Linked DNA regions of Mus musculus: regions 2, 3 and 4 are each linked to region 1. A link is a contact called in public Hi-C and promoter capture Hi-C data. All regions are on one chromosome and are shown on one strand. The core of a region is the stretch at or near the end of the contact, and the rest is flanking DNA. Distances in the headings are between cores, read along the strand shown.

Region 1 (3,107 bases), core at 32-2,531:
ATTTTAAGTTGCATTTATTTATTTGTTTCGGGGTGGTAGAAACACACATATCAAGACAACCTATGGTAGTTCATTCTCTCCTCATACCATGTAGGGCCTGGCGATCAAACAGGTTATCGGATTTGGGGGCAAGAATCTTTACCCTCTGAGCCATCTCACTTGCCCTTTTCTTCTTCACAGAGTCTCCTTACATTTCAAAAAAAAAAAAAAAAAAATCCCAAAATAGGAGAGCTTGGAAGTCAGAGGAAGAAAGATCAGGAGTTCAAGGTAACTGTGAGCAACATGATAGCCAGTTTCAACCATCCCCAGAGCCAAAACAAACAAACAAACAAACAAACAAACAAATGTACAGTAATCTCTTACTATTGGTATGAGTTACCAGCAATGAACCACAGTCCAAATATGTTACTTGGGGGGCTGGCGAGATGGCTCAGTGGTTAAGAGCGCCGACTGCTCTTCCAAAGGTCCTGAGTTCAAATCCCAGCAACCACATGGTGGCTCACAACCATCCATAACGAAATCTGATGCCCTCTTATGGAGTATCTAAGGACAGCTACAGTGTACTTACATATAATAAATCTTAAAAAAAGAAAAGTTCCTTGGAAATATTTGGAAGTAACAATGTAACAAGTAACAATGTTCAAGGTCCTCTAACTAGCACTGTAGACTAAGAGATCCAATGGCCTCTGCCTCCCTGCCAGGATTAGAAAAATGGGCAGCCACCGCCAGCGCTAACCTGCAAATTTCACTCACAGAACTCTACAGATAAAACTATTTGCTTCTATCTCTCTCCAGCCCGATGTTTTTGTTTTTTGAATCCAGGTCTCATTAAGTAGCACTGATTGGCCTAGAACAGACTTTATAGAACAGCCTGGCTTCGAACTCAGAGAACCCCCTGCCACTCGTGTGATGGGATTAAAGGCAAGGGCCAACACACCCAATCTGTTTATGTCTGAAAAATACACTGCTTAATGGAAAGAGAGCCACAGGTGTAACGGAAGGCAGTTACAGAAAGAAGCCGCAAGAGACCAAACGCACCAAGCTCAGTCACCGCACAGAGGCCAGGACGCTAAGAAGCCTGGAGGCCGGGGGCACGACTCTCCTGACACTGTGGTCTTCCTACCTGTCGCGTCACCCTCCTCAGGACGGGAGAAATGCCGCCTCTCTCTGGAAAAGCGGGCCTGAGCGGCTCCACGAGGATGGCTGATCTGTCTCCAACTCAGCGGCGGGAAGCGCCCACTCGCATTTTGCCGTGCAAACAACCCCGCCGGCTCCGCCCCTCTCCCGGAGGCCTTTGCGGCTGAGCATGCGCACCGCGGTCCGCCTGGGGCGCGGAGGCGGGGGATGGACTAAGCAGGAGAGGTTGACGGGGCGGGTCAGGGGGGTTTAGTTTTAGGCTATCCTTAATGTCACCTTAGCTGCCCGTTTTTCGTTTTTTGTTTTGTTTTGTTTTTTGTTTTTTTTTGTTTTAAGACAGGGTCTCACTTATGTACCCCTGACTGTCCCGGAACTCACTATGCAGACCAAGCTGGTCTTGAACTTAGAGAGGTTCTCCTGACTCTGCCTCCCTAGTTCTGGTATTAAGGGAATATGTCATCACATGGGCATATTTGGGTCCTTAAAGGCAGGAGTGAGGGGGCACAGGCCTGTAAGATGAAGGTGTGTGGTTAAAAATTCAAAACCAACCTTATTTTACAAACGGAACAACAAAAGCTGGGGGATTGAGACAGAGCAACGAGATGACAGAGCCTATTAAGGAGTTTACCGCAAAGTCTGACTAGCAGGGTTCTGTCACTGGAATCCATTTAGTGGAAGAAGAGAACAGATACCTGCAAATTGCTCCTTGACCTCCGCAATGTGCACATAAACACAATAAATACATACATGCATACATAAATAAAATTAAGGGCTAATGCAACATTAGTGACTCAGATGTTGAGTTACAACTTTAAAAACATGGTTGTAAATAGTCTCAGAAAAAGAGGAATGAAAAAGTAGGGACAGATGGGTATAGCTAAAGAATTAAGGAGGGAGCAGATCATTTTGATTATTTCTAAGTTTTTTTGTTTTTTTTTTTTGGTTTTTCGAGATAGGGTTTCTCTATAGCCTTGACTGTCTTGGAACTCACTTTGTAGACCAGGCTGGCCTCGAACTCAGAAATCCACCTGCCTCTGCCTCCGGAGTGCTAGGATTAAAGGCGTGTGCCACCACGCCCGGCTTCTAAGTCTTAATAGTAAAGAAAAATATAAAGTTTAATGATCTATTCATCTTGTCTTTGACCATAACTTCCATCTATCTTTTCTCTCTCTTTCTTTCTTTCTTTCTTTCTTTCTTTCTTTCTTTCTTTCTTTCTTTCTTTCTCTCTCTCTCTCTCTCTCTCTCTCTCTCTCTCTCTCTTTCCTTCCTTCCTTCCTTTCTTTTCTTTTCTTTTTTTTTTTTTGAGACACTGTTTCTCTGTGTATCCCTGGTTGTCCTGGAACTCACTCTATAGACCAGGCTGGCCTCAAATTCAGAGATTCTCTGCCCTCCAAGACTGGCTCTCACCTCTTCCTTCCTTCCTTCCTTCCTTCCTTCCTTCCTTCCTTCCTTCCTCCCTCCCTCCCTTCCTTCCTTTGAGACAGAATCTCACTGTGTAGACAGGCCTAGAGCTCAGAGAGATTTGCCTGTTTCTGCCTTCTGAGAGCTTGGAATTAAAGGTATGTAGGAATTAAAGGTATGTACCACCATAGCCTTCACTTGCTCTACGCACTCTCCTCTCTCCCCCTCCCCCCTTCTCTCTCTCTCTCTCTTTTTTGTTTTTCGAGTCAGGATTTCTCTGTGTAGCCCTGGCTGTCCTGGAACTCACTCTGTAGACCAGGCTGGCCTTGAACTCAGAAATCCGCCTGCCTCTGCCTCCCTAATGCTGGGATTAAAGATGGGCACCACCACTCGCCGGCTTGTTTTGTTTTTTAAATGCTGGAGAGTCCTGTAAATAATCCAAATCAAAGTCATTGGTTCACCATGTTAAACTTTGGTGGCATCGGTACTTTGGTCTGTCATGGGTTCCCTTTCTGGGGTGAGAAGATGTGTGTGTTTTGTTTCCCCAGGAAAAGTTTTGTCACATGACA
Region 2 (3,274 bases), core at 503-3,002, 1.6 Mb after region 1:
TTGAGCCCAGGAATTATTTATGGTCCTGAGAAAAGAGAATGACATTTGCAGAGATAACAAGCCTCCACCAGCACAACAGGCTGTTTAATGTGCCACAGGGGATGACAGGCAACTTCTGTGTCCCACTGCCAGGAAGGGAGGAGAGATCTGAGCACGTGGGTTGTGTATCTCATGGGAGATCCTGGGCCAGATGTGGAAATGACCACAGTTAGCAAGGATGGGGTCTTACCCACGGGACCAGGCCTATATTACATATCTTTTATACATTAATTCTTTAATGGCTCTTACCCACTGGACCAGGCCTGTGTAACTAATACATTAGTTCTTTAATGCTTCCAACATTCCTATCCTGTCTTATTGGTGAAGAAACTGAGGCACAAACAGATTATAGAACTTGCCATAGATCACACGGCTGATGAATGGCTAAGCAGAATGTTAACCCAAGTAGGTTTGCCTCTCTGTCTGTGCTCTTAAGTCGCAGTTTAGAAGGAAATTGGATTTTAAGTCAGTCTGGTGGGAAGAAATATTTATATATTTTAAATGATCTTAAAGTGTCTAGATAGTTCATTTAAACCACAGGGCCTAATCCAGTAATCCGTCCATGCTACATTAAAATCAGTGAACCACTGAACTAAACAAGTCCATGGGAGTGCTTGTCCCTTTAAGTGAATTACCAGATCAACAGAGATGAAGGCAGAGAGACAGAATCCTAGAGTCCCCTACCAACTGGGTGACTTTATGTTTTGTGACTTCAACACTTGCCACTTGTCACGGAATATATTTCAATCTTGAGTGACAGTCCTATTAGGGAAGGTGTTCTTATGCCTAAACCTAAGTTCAATGAGCCTGGTATAATGAGGTGCCTTTAGAATATAGCTTTGGAGTAGGATAAGCCAGGATTGGAATCTAAATGTGTGAAGTACTGGAGGAATAAGTATGGACATTTCCTTGCCCAGCTTCGATGGTTCAGTGTCTGGATCAGTAAAGTGGCCATAGCAACAGTGCAATTAAGAGTGGATGTAAAATTTTTTGATAGCTTGAGCACACATGGATTGAATGATTAACTATAGGCTCCTAACAGCTGTTTGGCCCAGGCCTCATCTGTAATATGTGTACCGGGTTTATGCCTCAGAAGGACATTGTCGGGCAGTGCAAAGGTGCTCCACTGCTGATGTATGAAATTTCTTTCGACTGTTTGTATACAGTCTTCCCCTCCACCGCTTGGAATTGTGAAGAACGCAGGAGAGCCCTGGGCCTGATGTTCTCACATTTCCACTTTACAATGTAGTGTGGTGGTTGTGTGACTTTGGGTGTGTGGCTGAGCCTCTCTGAGCATAAACTCGCCCCAGTATCAAATTAAGTTTATGATATGTACTTCCTAAAGCTACCAGAGAGTTAGCTGCAGAAAAGTGTGAGGCACGTGGTTTAAGTGTTCAGAGCCTTTCCGGAATCTGAATTTCCCTGTCTAGACCAATTTGAGGTGCTCTCCATATGCAGAATAGGAAAAGTACCCGGAGTCCCAGTGCGGAGTTCAGGTAGAGGAGATGCTCCAAAGGGATGGCAAGGCTCCAGAGCCTGCGCCCCCTCCTCCGCCCTCCCCTCCGTTGCCATGGCCACCGGTTCAGTCCCAGAGCAGCACCAAGGCGTGTTCAATTCAATCTCCGCCTTCTCCGAGTGACGATTGGCTGGAGTGGGCACGTGACACTCTCCGGTATGCTAATACATGGTAATCGCCCCCCAGGCCCCTCCTCCGCGGGCCACAGCTGGGCAGCCAGCAGGGTGCGCGGCGGAGAGCCGAGGGGGCGGGCTGAGGGGCGGCCCCGGGAGAGCGCGGCCAGGTGGAGGAGGAGCGCGGAGGCCACCGCAGGTAACGGGCGGGCGCGTGCGCGCTGGGGCCGGCTGGCGGCGGCGGGGCGGCGCGCGGGGGACACCCGGCGTCGCGCGGCGGGTTTAACCCTTTGGGCACCCAGCTGTCACGGTGCGGCGAGAGGGCCCTGCGGCGCAAGGCTGGGCAGCGCGGTGGACACCGGTTCACCGCCGACGCGGACCCGGCCGCGATGAGGACCGCGGCGATCTCTGGAGTCAGGGTTTGCGGGAGGCAGTAGGAGAGCCGCTGAAGTCCCTGCAGTCGCGTGATCTCGGGGGCGCGTGGCCTTCTTACATGGAGAGGCCCGCCCCTGCGGCCCGTGTCCTCTGGGGGACTGTGGAGACACCGGGGTCCGGCCTCCCCACCGCGCGCCTGCTCTTCCGTGGCCTGACAGCCCAGCCACAGGCACTTTAGATACCGAGTTAAGCCTGGTGGGGGTTGCTGGGCATCGAAGGCGAGATCGAGATGGTGCGTTGGGGAGCAAACTGTGGTTGTTGTTACTGGAAGAAAAGAGCTCTCTCCTTAAGCAAAGCAGGTCCCACGGTAGAGAAGGAGGGGTGCCCAAGGTAGGCACTGCCCCCTGTTTTCTGACCTGACAACCGTGGGGAACAGACCTTGGGCACTAGAGTATGTTGTCGTGTCCAGAGGAAGCTCCTGTTTTGCTTTAGTTTCTGGCGTATTCTTTTAATGGCTAGGTTTAAATCAACTTCCTCCTCCATCTCCGCGCCTAGGTCTGCTACAGAAATGTTGTCTTCTAATTACCCCTTCCCCCAATTCACTAAGACTGGTGGCCGCATTAGGCTCGTGGTGTAATTTAGCCTTCGCCACAATAGAAATGCTAGCACGGAGCTGTGCTGCTAATATCAAGCCAGCCCCAGGAGGTTTAGTGTGGAGGGGAAATGCTCCAGTCTCTGGGGTATGAAAAGCAGACTAATGTGCTCTCATGGTCGGAGCTTACTTTATGAGTCTCAAATCGTTTCTTCACAACAAGGGGAAACGTGCTTCCACATGAAAAGTCCCAGCGACCAAACCTAGGTTTGCAAATCAAATGCGAATTGTACTTGCAGGTTGCGTATTTATCAACACAACGACAAACACTTGGTATAAACCAGGCACGCTGTTGTGTCTAGAGGATGCTACACTGACTAAGATAATTAGCCCTTGTCCTCAGAGAGGTGGTGGAAGAGACAAACTGTTAGCCAAAGTGATAGCAGAAGAACAGATGCAAGAATGGATCTGTTAAATGTATGCAACGTCAAAGAAGGCTTCCCAGAGAGCATACTTCAGCAAAGTGTTGAAGGATGAATAGGAGTTTGTTGCAAAGGTTAGGGAGGACATTGAAACAGAAGGCTCAGTGAGTGGTGTGACTAAGGAAAATTCTCTCAGGTGAATAGCTTCCCCCGCCCC
Region 3 (3,357 bases), core at 185-2,684, 1.9 Mb after region 1:
CTCAGGGCTGGGGTTGTAAACAGTTGCTGACGTTACCTGAGTGCCGGGCACCAGAACGCAGGCCCTCACACTTGAGTGCTAGACACCAGTGACTGAACTTTGCCCTGCCCCTTAGTTCACAGTGTTACTTGTAATCCTGTGACCATGTAATTATATAGTGATCAGCTCTTACTTCCGCTTCCGGTCTTAAAAAGGACACAATAAACCCCTGCTTCCTTCAAGGCCACTAAGAGAACCCAACCAGATCAAGCTGGCTCCCATGAAAATCCAGGATGAGCAAGAAGTATGAATGTTAGTTTCTCTTTTTTCATTTGAATTTATTTCTTATTTTCTGTGTGTGAACATATATGTACGCGCAGATATGTGTACCACAGCACACATGTGGAGCTCGGTGGACAACCTGTGGGAGTTGGTTCTCTTCTTTCTTTCATTGGGGGTGGGGTCTTGTTAATCAAACGCAGGTCCTCAGAGTTTGGTGGCAAGTGTCTATACTAGCTGAGCCATCTGGCTAGCTGGTTAACATCATTTACCACTAGGGTGTAGAAAATGGTTGCACTGTGCCTGTGGGGCAAGAATGGTTTCCTAATCACACTTGCACTTACAGTTGAGAAAGGCTCCTTTGGGACAGGATGAAACTTTGACACACCTAAAAGCTGGCGACATCATTGCCTTGTTCAAGACAGGCTCATCTCTCTGGATAAAAACTGTCTTTCTGCTGACTTAAAAGTCAGGAAGGTTGTCTGTGTTCATATATGCATATGTGTTTTATTTTTACAGTCCTGGGGATTGAGCCCAAAACTTCTGTCTCTGTACTATAGCCAGCCCCAGCTATCTTCATTTTCATTTTGGGACAAGGTCTCATTAAACTGCCCAGGCTGGCCTTGAATTCACCGTCGTGGCCTTGACAAGCTTTAAATGTGATCTTCCCAAATAGCCAAAGTTATGGTGCTGTTCAATGGGGGTGTTCTGGAGGGAGAGGGTGTCAGATTACAAACTTGTTGGAATTTACTTAACCAATCTTATTATTAGACATCAACATCTTTGTCAGGAACTCATTACATATTCCTTGTTTCTGCCTTTGAATTCTTGGAAGTGGAATTACTGGTCCAAAGGTTACGTTATTGCCAATTTGTTTCCTGGGAGTGATTTTACCCACTTACACTCTCACAGGCAATTTTACGGGGCTCAAACAGAGACTCTGGAGTTATTAACTGTCAAAGGCCAAACTAGAACTTCACCCGCTCCAGGCTTCCTTCTCGTTTTTCCCGCCCACTCCATACACCAGCCGAGAGCCGCACGCGCTCTGTTGCCCCAGCTCTTCCCAGGCTGGCCCGCCTCTTCCTCGTTCCCAATTCTGCCCAATCGGAAACAGAATTTTCTTAGTCTCGTCGTACGATTGGTAAATGAAAGTGCCCGTCAAGTTCGGGGGCGGGTAGAGAGGGTTGACGGATGCGGCGAGCGACCAGTGTGAGCCCGGAGTAGGATGTACGCTGGCCTGGAAGCGCTAGACCTGTGAGGTGTGCGGCTGGCTGTTGGAGTGAAGCTTTGGAAGACATGGCTCCCAACGTGTTGGCTTCCGAACCGGAGATTCCGAAGGGCATCCGGGCCGTGTTGCTGGGGCCGCCCGGGGCTGGCAAGGGGACGCAGGTGAGTGTCGGTTCCGTGTCGGGCGGTGGAGCCCGAGAAGCTACAAGGTCAGGGCGGTCGGAGAGCCGGAAGCTCCTTTCCCGCCCCGGAGCTGGGTGGTGAGCCCTGGCCTGCAGGGACCCTCGCGGGGTCTCCAGTTGTGGCGCGGTGTTTAGGGGAGGGTCCCAGTCGCAGTAAGGGGGAGGCTGGGTGGAGGTTCTTGGGGGAACCCAGGATCGTGTTAGGGCATCCAGGGACTGTTACTTGAAAATTGTGAAAGGCAGGGCGATCCCCCAGGCTGAAGCTCTGGATCACAGGCCCGAATGGGAGAAAGCTTTGTGACCAAGTCGCCCTCGGAGTTGAGAGCGTATTGCCCTGAGTCAGGGATAATTTCTAGGCATAAGGGGGTGAAACTTTTAATTTTTTTAATGGCTAATGATTAGGGGTACTAAGAAGTCTCCACGTGGGGCAGAGTGGTTACTGGTGTATGCCTATCGAGGCGTTCTGCCAAGAGTGAGGCATGAGCCGCGGGAGCCACCAGTGTTGTTGGGGGTGGGGGGATGGGAGAAAACCTTTCCAGCTGGCCAGAAAACTGGAGGTGAATGTATAGATTCGGTTCATAAGCCACGGGCATCATGGGGGGTTGTGAGTGGGGCAGGGAGTGCTCATGGAGCAGCATGAGATGGCTCTGATGGTTGTAATTGAGCAATTGAGGGCCGCTAACGTGCTAGATCAACAGGTAAGAAAACAGGTGTAGAGGTCCAGTGACTTTTCAAAGTTAGTGAAATCGGTTTCACAGAGGCCTCAAGGATTGCCTTCTGCCCCACTGCAGAGCCTCCCTTGCTTGGCATCTGGGCCATAGATCAGGGCTGGGATTTATGCTGGCACGTAGGGCTTGGAAGCTCATATGGTGGGCCGTTGGTGTCACTTTCTTGCCCAGCCTTTGGCCACAACCACCCACCCCTCAACTCTACCTCCCCATCAGACCCCAAGCTTTGATGATCACTATGCTCTAAAGAGGGAATTCTTTCAAGGTTGCGTTCCCAAGCAAATGAGTGCTGTCCTCCCTCTTCACAGCACTGCTGAGTTTATTGTTATGTTTTTAAAGATACCTCCCCTCTGTCTCCCTCCGTCTCCCTCCCTCCTTCTCTCTCTCTCTGTCACACATAAGGTGGGAGAGTGTGTGTGTGTGTGTGTGTGTGCGCAGGGACGTAGAGAAAGAGTGTGTGGGGACATGCGTGCCGTGATGCATACGTGGAGGTCAGAGTGCAACTTGCTGGAATCATTTTCTTTTTTCTACCATGTGGAGCCCAGGGATCGAACTCGGACCGTCAGACTTGACGGCAAGCTACTTTACCTGTGAACCCATGTCACCTGTGTACCTATGTCACCTGTGTACCCACGTCACCTGTTCTGTTTGCCAAGTTCTCAGTATTTTGGCAAGCAGATCAGCATCTCGGGCTGTACAGTCTACGTATATGTGTGTATATCTGTGCATGTAGAACGCTATGTATGTAACTTCTCAGTGTTTCTACCTAGAAAATGTAAAGCTTACAAAGACATTGGAAGATGATGGCTTTTATATTGAGAGCACCCACACATTCCTAGCTGGTGGCAGGGCGCGTGACAGCTGTGAACGCTGACCACTCAGTGGCATCTCTCTCTGCCCCCAGCTCAGGTGTAGTGCAGCAGCATGAAGCTGATTCATTCAGATCTGGGAGGACCATGTGC
Region 4 (3,448 bases), core at 27-2,526, 1.7 Mb after region 1:
GGGGCAAGCCTCCCTCCATCTCCAACACACACACAGCTCCTAAAGGATCCACACTGCTGGAGGACAGGGTGGCAAGAAGGGTCATGTCCTCATGACAGGGATCTTAGCTCCAAACCCTGGGCCCACTTTATGCCCCTAGAGCCAGCCAACTCCCCCAAATCTGGGGCTACAATATAGTTCCTTACAATACCACTTTGATACAGAGCCTCGTCCAAACGACTCCTCCCAAAACCTCTCACCTCAGCCCTACACACACACACACACACACACACACACACACACACACACACACGACATCCCCACCCACGCAGTTCTGGGGAAACCGGCAGTTAACTTTTCCCAAAAACCCTGCAAAGGCGACTAGCTAGGTGGGAAGAAACAGAGAAATGGGCCCCCATATCCTTTCGCGGCATCTCAGGGCCCTCAGGGGAAGAAAAAAAAAATCTTAAAAAAAAAAAAAAGCAAGAAAGAAAAGAAAACTTTCAGAGTTAACTTTAAATTCCCAGCCCCCTCCCCCCAAATCACCCGGCAGCTTCTCTCCCCCTTATTTTTTCCTTTAAAGTGTAATTGTATTGTGTCTCACCTCCCCGAAAGGCTCCCGGCTCTCTCCAAAGAAAAGGAAAAAAGCCAACCCTTCGGGTGCCCCCTCTGCTTCCAGCCGCCTCTCCCACATTCTCAGACAGTTTTATTAAAATCTTCAGACAAAAGAAAAACAAAAATGGCAGCCTGGCTTATTTTTAAAACAGGACAGGGACGCCATATTCTGCAGATCTGCAAAAAAACGGAGAAATCCGGCACTGGCCGCTCCACCGGGCCGGCTGCAAAGTGCGCGAACCGCGCCGTTTGCAATCCGTTTATTTGCATTAAGCCCCATGAATCATTGTTTACCGGAGAATTGCAGCAGGTTTGAATAGCCCGGCTTAGGAAAACACACACGCACACACTCGGAGACGAACCCCAGACACGCCGCGGGAGACGCTGCCTACCCCGCGCGCGCAGCCGCCGCAGCCACGGCCGCCCCGGGGCCCGGCCCGAGGCACCGGCGACCCCCGGGCCCACGCAGCGCGGCCGCCCCGCGCTGACAGCGCTCGCGCCCGCCCGGCCCCCGCCCCGCAACTCGGCGCAACTTTCCCGCGGGCGGGCCCGCTCCCCCGCGCGCCCCGGGCCCGCACGGACCTGGCAGTGCTGGCGGCGCTCCGGGACGCGGCCGCAGCCCCGAGCCCGGCGGCCCGAGTAGGGCCGGGCTGGGGGCTCCCGGCTTCGGCGGTGGCGGCGGTGGCGGCGGCGCGCGGCTGGGGCTCGGTGCGGAGCGGCGCGCAAACCTTCCGGGTCGCCTGCTGTTCACTTCTGGGTTCTGCAGGCGCCGCGGCGGCGGAGGCCGGCTGTGCAGCCGCGCGGCCCCGGCGCGCTGGGCCCCGCGAGCGAGCCGCGTCCGGCCCCCCGCCTCTCGGCTGCGCAGCCCGCCCGGCCCCGGGGCTCCGGCGAGTGGGCAGCGCCCGGCGCTGGCGACGGCGAGGGGAGGGGGCCGGCGGGGCGGGGACGGGCCGCGCGCTGGGGGCCCCCGCTCGGCCCCGGGGCCTCGTCTCGCGCTCGCCGCCGCCGCCGCCAAGGAAAGTTGCGCGGCGCCCCCTGCCCGCGCCGCGCCGCGCCGGAGGCTGAGCCACAAAGGAACTCCGCGCCCCCCTCCGCCCGCCCGAGCCGCGCGGGGAGGGCACCGGCGCCCGGCCCTAGGACAGCCCCTTCCCCAGCACGGGGGCTCCCGGGGCCCGGGCGGCCGCGGCCATTGTCCCGCCCAGACTCCGCTCCCGGGTGGCGGTGGCCTGGGGACCCGGGACTGGCTGGTCACGCTGCTCTCGGGAGGGGTGGGGGTGTCCCTCCTTGGGAAATCGCAAGCTGGTGCAGACCCCCACGGTGCTCCCCCCCCCCCCCACACACACACCCGGTGACAAACGGCCAGGCTCAAGATCCCTGCTAAGATTTTGGTTATTTATTTCTGAAGAAAGGACGTGGGGGCGGGGTGGGGTGCAGAAGTTTGCACAAGCCAGGACACCGCTTCCCAACCCTAGGCCTGAGTCTCAGCGGTGGGGCGACCAGGAGCTGACAGCACTTCTAGAAAGTCTATCAGAGGTGGCACCGCCTGTCCCCCCAGCTCCAGACCTCAGAGCCATCTGCGCGACTCCTCCTCCCGCCTCACCCTCCCCAGCCAATCAGTCACCAAGTCCTCTTGATTCGGCCTCGCGGGCTGTGTCAACTTCTAAACTTCACTTCTACCTGAGGAGGCAGGCATTCCCGATTCCGAACCCGCTTAGATTTCTGTGGCACACTCTGCTGTCCACCTGCAGGCCTAGAGGATCAGGGCTGCCTCTGCCGTCCTAAGCATCCCAGAGAAGGAAGGACACAAAAAACCATCCTGCTTTCTGGGAAGTATAAGTTCATAGGCACGTGCGCTAGTTGGCTGGGAACACAGTTCTAAAAAGTGTGGACAAAGTCGCTGTCCTCGTGAGGATTCCAGTTTAGCACAGGATGTCACACATTGGGGAAGCTGGAGGGTGGGACCCACGGAGGTCGTTGGTTCCTTCTCAAAGCATCAAGCACACAATTCCGGGCATAGGGCAGAGGCACAATAAGCAAGCGGCAAAAATTAACTGGAATGATATGGTATTGACAACACAGAGAAGGCTACTCTCCTAGAGAGATAGGGGCTGTTTTCAGAACATGGCTCTGGGATGAGCCTGGAGAAGAGAGGAACACCTTTGTTCTGAAAACAAAAAGACTAGCCCAGAGTTGAGAAGGTTCTGTGAGGAAAAACACTGGCCAGCAATGGGAATGAAGCGAGAAATCACCCGTGTAGAAGAATCAAGAATCGAGGTGTGGGATGTGGGGCATGGGTTTTAGAGTGACTTCCTTCCAAATGCACAGTCAGAAAAGGAAGAAGAAAACAAATGAAGGGCACATCAGCAGCCATGAATCATGCTGACGGTGTGCACATTTGACGAGATGAAAAGCAAACCTTCCGGGGCTGGAGGCATGACTCTGCAGTTAGAATGCACTGGGCCTGAGGACCTGAGTTTGGTTTCTACCACCCAAGTCCTGTGGCTCACAACAGCCTGTAACTTTAGCTCCGGGGGATCCGATGCCCTCTTCTGGACTCCTGCAGAACCTTCTCTCATATATGCACAGACCCCCTCCCCTAGCATAATTAAAAACAATAAACATTCTTAACAAAAAAAAAAAAAAAAACCTTTAGGGGCTGGAGAGCTGGAGGGCTTGGTCAGCATTCATGGTTCTACAGTTTAGATTCCAGCATCCATGTTAAAGAGCCCATCATTGCCTGTAACTCCACCTCCAGGAGATCAGACACTCCCTTCTTGCCAGTCAGGGTCTCATCCAAAAGCCTCCATGGTGCAATGAAGGTGAAGGCCCCCCAGCGAGGTGGGATCCCGAGGCC

The links. Promoter capture Hi-C pulls out the DNA fragments that hold promoters and counts their contacts. Hi-C and Micro-C count contacts between places; a contact is called where the count stands out from the background.
Region 2: a contact with region 1 is called in a Hi-C map of B cells, with 6 read pairs. The contact joins the promoter of Phc2 here to the promoter of Zmym1 in region 1. A contact is called at or near these places in 1 of 39 promoter capture datasets (embryonic stem cells), 1 of 484 Hi-C or Micro-C datasets (B cells) and 1 of 115 datasets of contacts at active chromatin or transcription factors (astrocytes).
Region 3: a contact with region 1 is called in a promoter capture Hi-C map of stem cell-derived epiblast-like cells, with 4 times the contacts expected there. The contact joins the promoter of Ak2 here to the promoter of Zmym1 in region 1.
Region 4: a promoter capture Hi-C map of hippocampal neurons shows a contact between it and region 1, with 3 times the contacts expected there. The contact joins the promoter of Zfp362 here to the promoter of Zmym1 in region 1. A contact is called at or near these places in 1 of 39 promoter capture datasets (hippocampal neurons) and 1 of 115 datasets of contacts at active chromatin or transcription factors (large pre-B cells).

The regions. Positions count from the first base shown.
Region 1 is chr4:127,059,873-127,062,979 of GRCm38.p6, forward strand. It overlaps Zmym1 (zinc finger, MYM domain containing 1), which reads right to left and starts at 1,282. Exons shown (of 8, transcript NM_026670.5): 1 at 1,124-1,282.
Region 2 is chr4:128,652,950-128,656,223 of GRCm38.p6, forward strand. It overlaps Phc2 (polyhomeotic 2), which reads left to right and starts at 1,753. Exons shown (of 15, transcript NM_001195130.1): 1 at 1,753-1,867.
Region 3 is chr4:128,991,790-128,995,146 of GRCm38.p6, forward strand. Ak2 (adenylate kinase 2) reads left to right here and starts at 1,435. Exons shown (of 7, transcript NM_016895.4): 1 at 1,435-1,647. The coding sequence starts at 1,555.
Region 4 is chr4:128,804,836-128,808,283 of GRCm38.p6, forward strand. Zfp362 (zinc finger protein 362) reads right to left here and starts at 1,277. Exons shown (of 9, transcript NM_001081098.1): 1 at 1,177-1,277.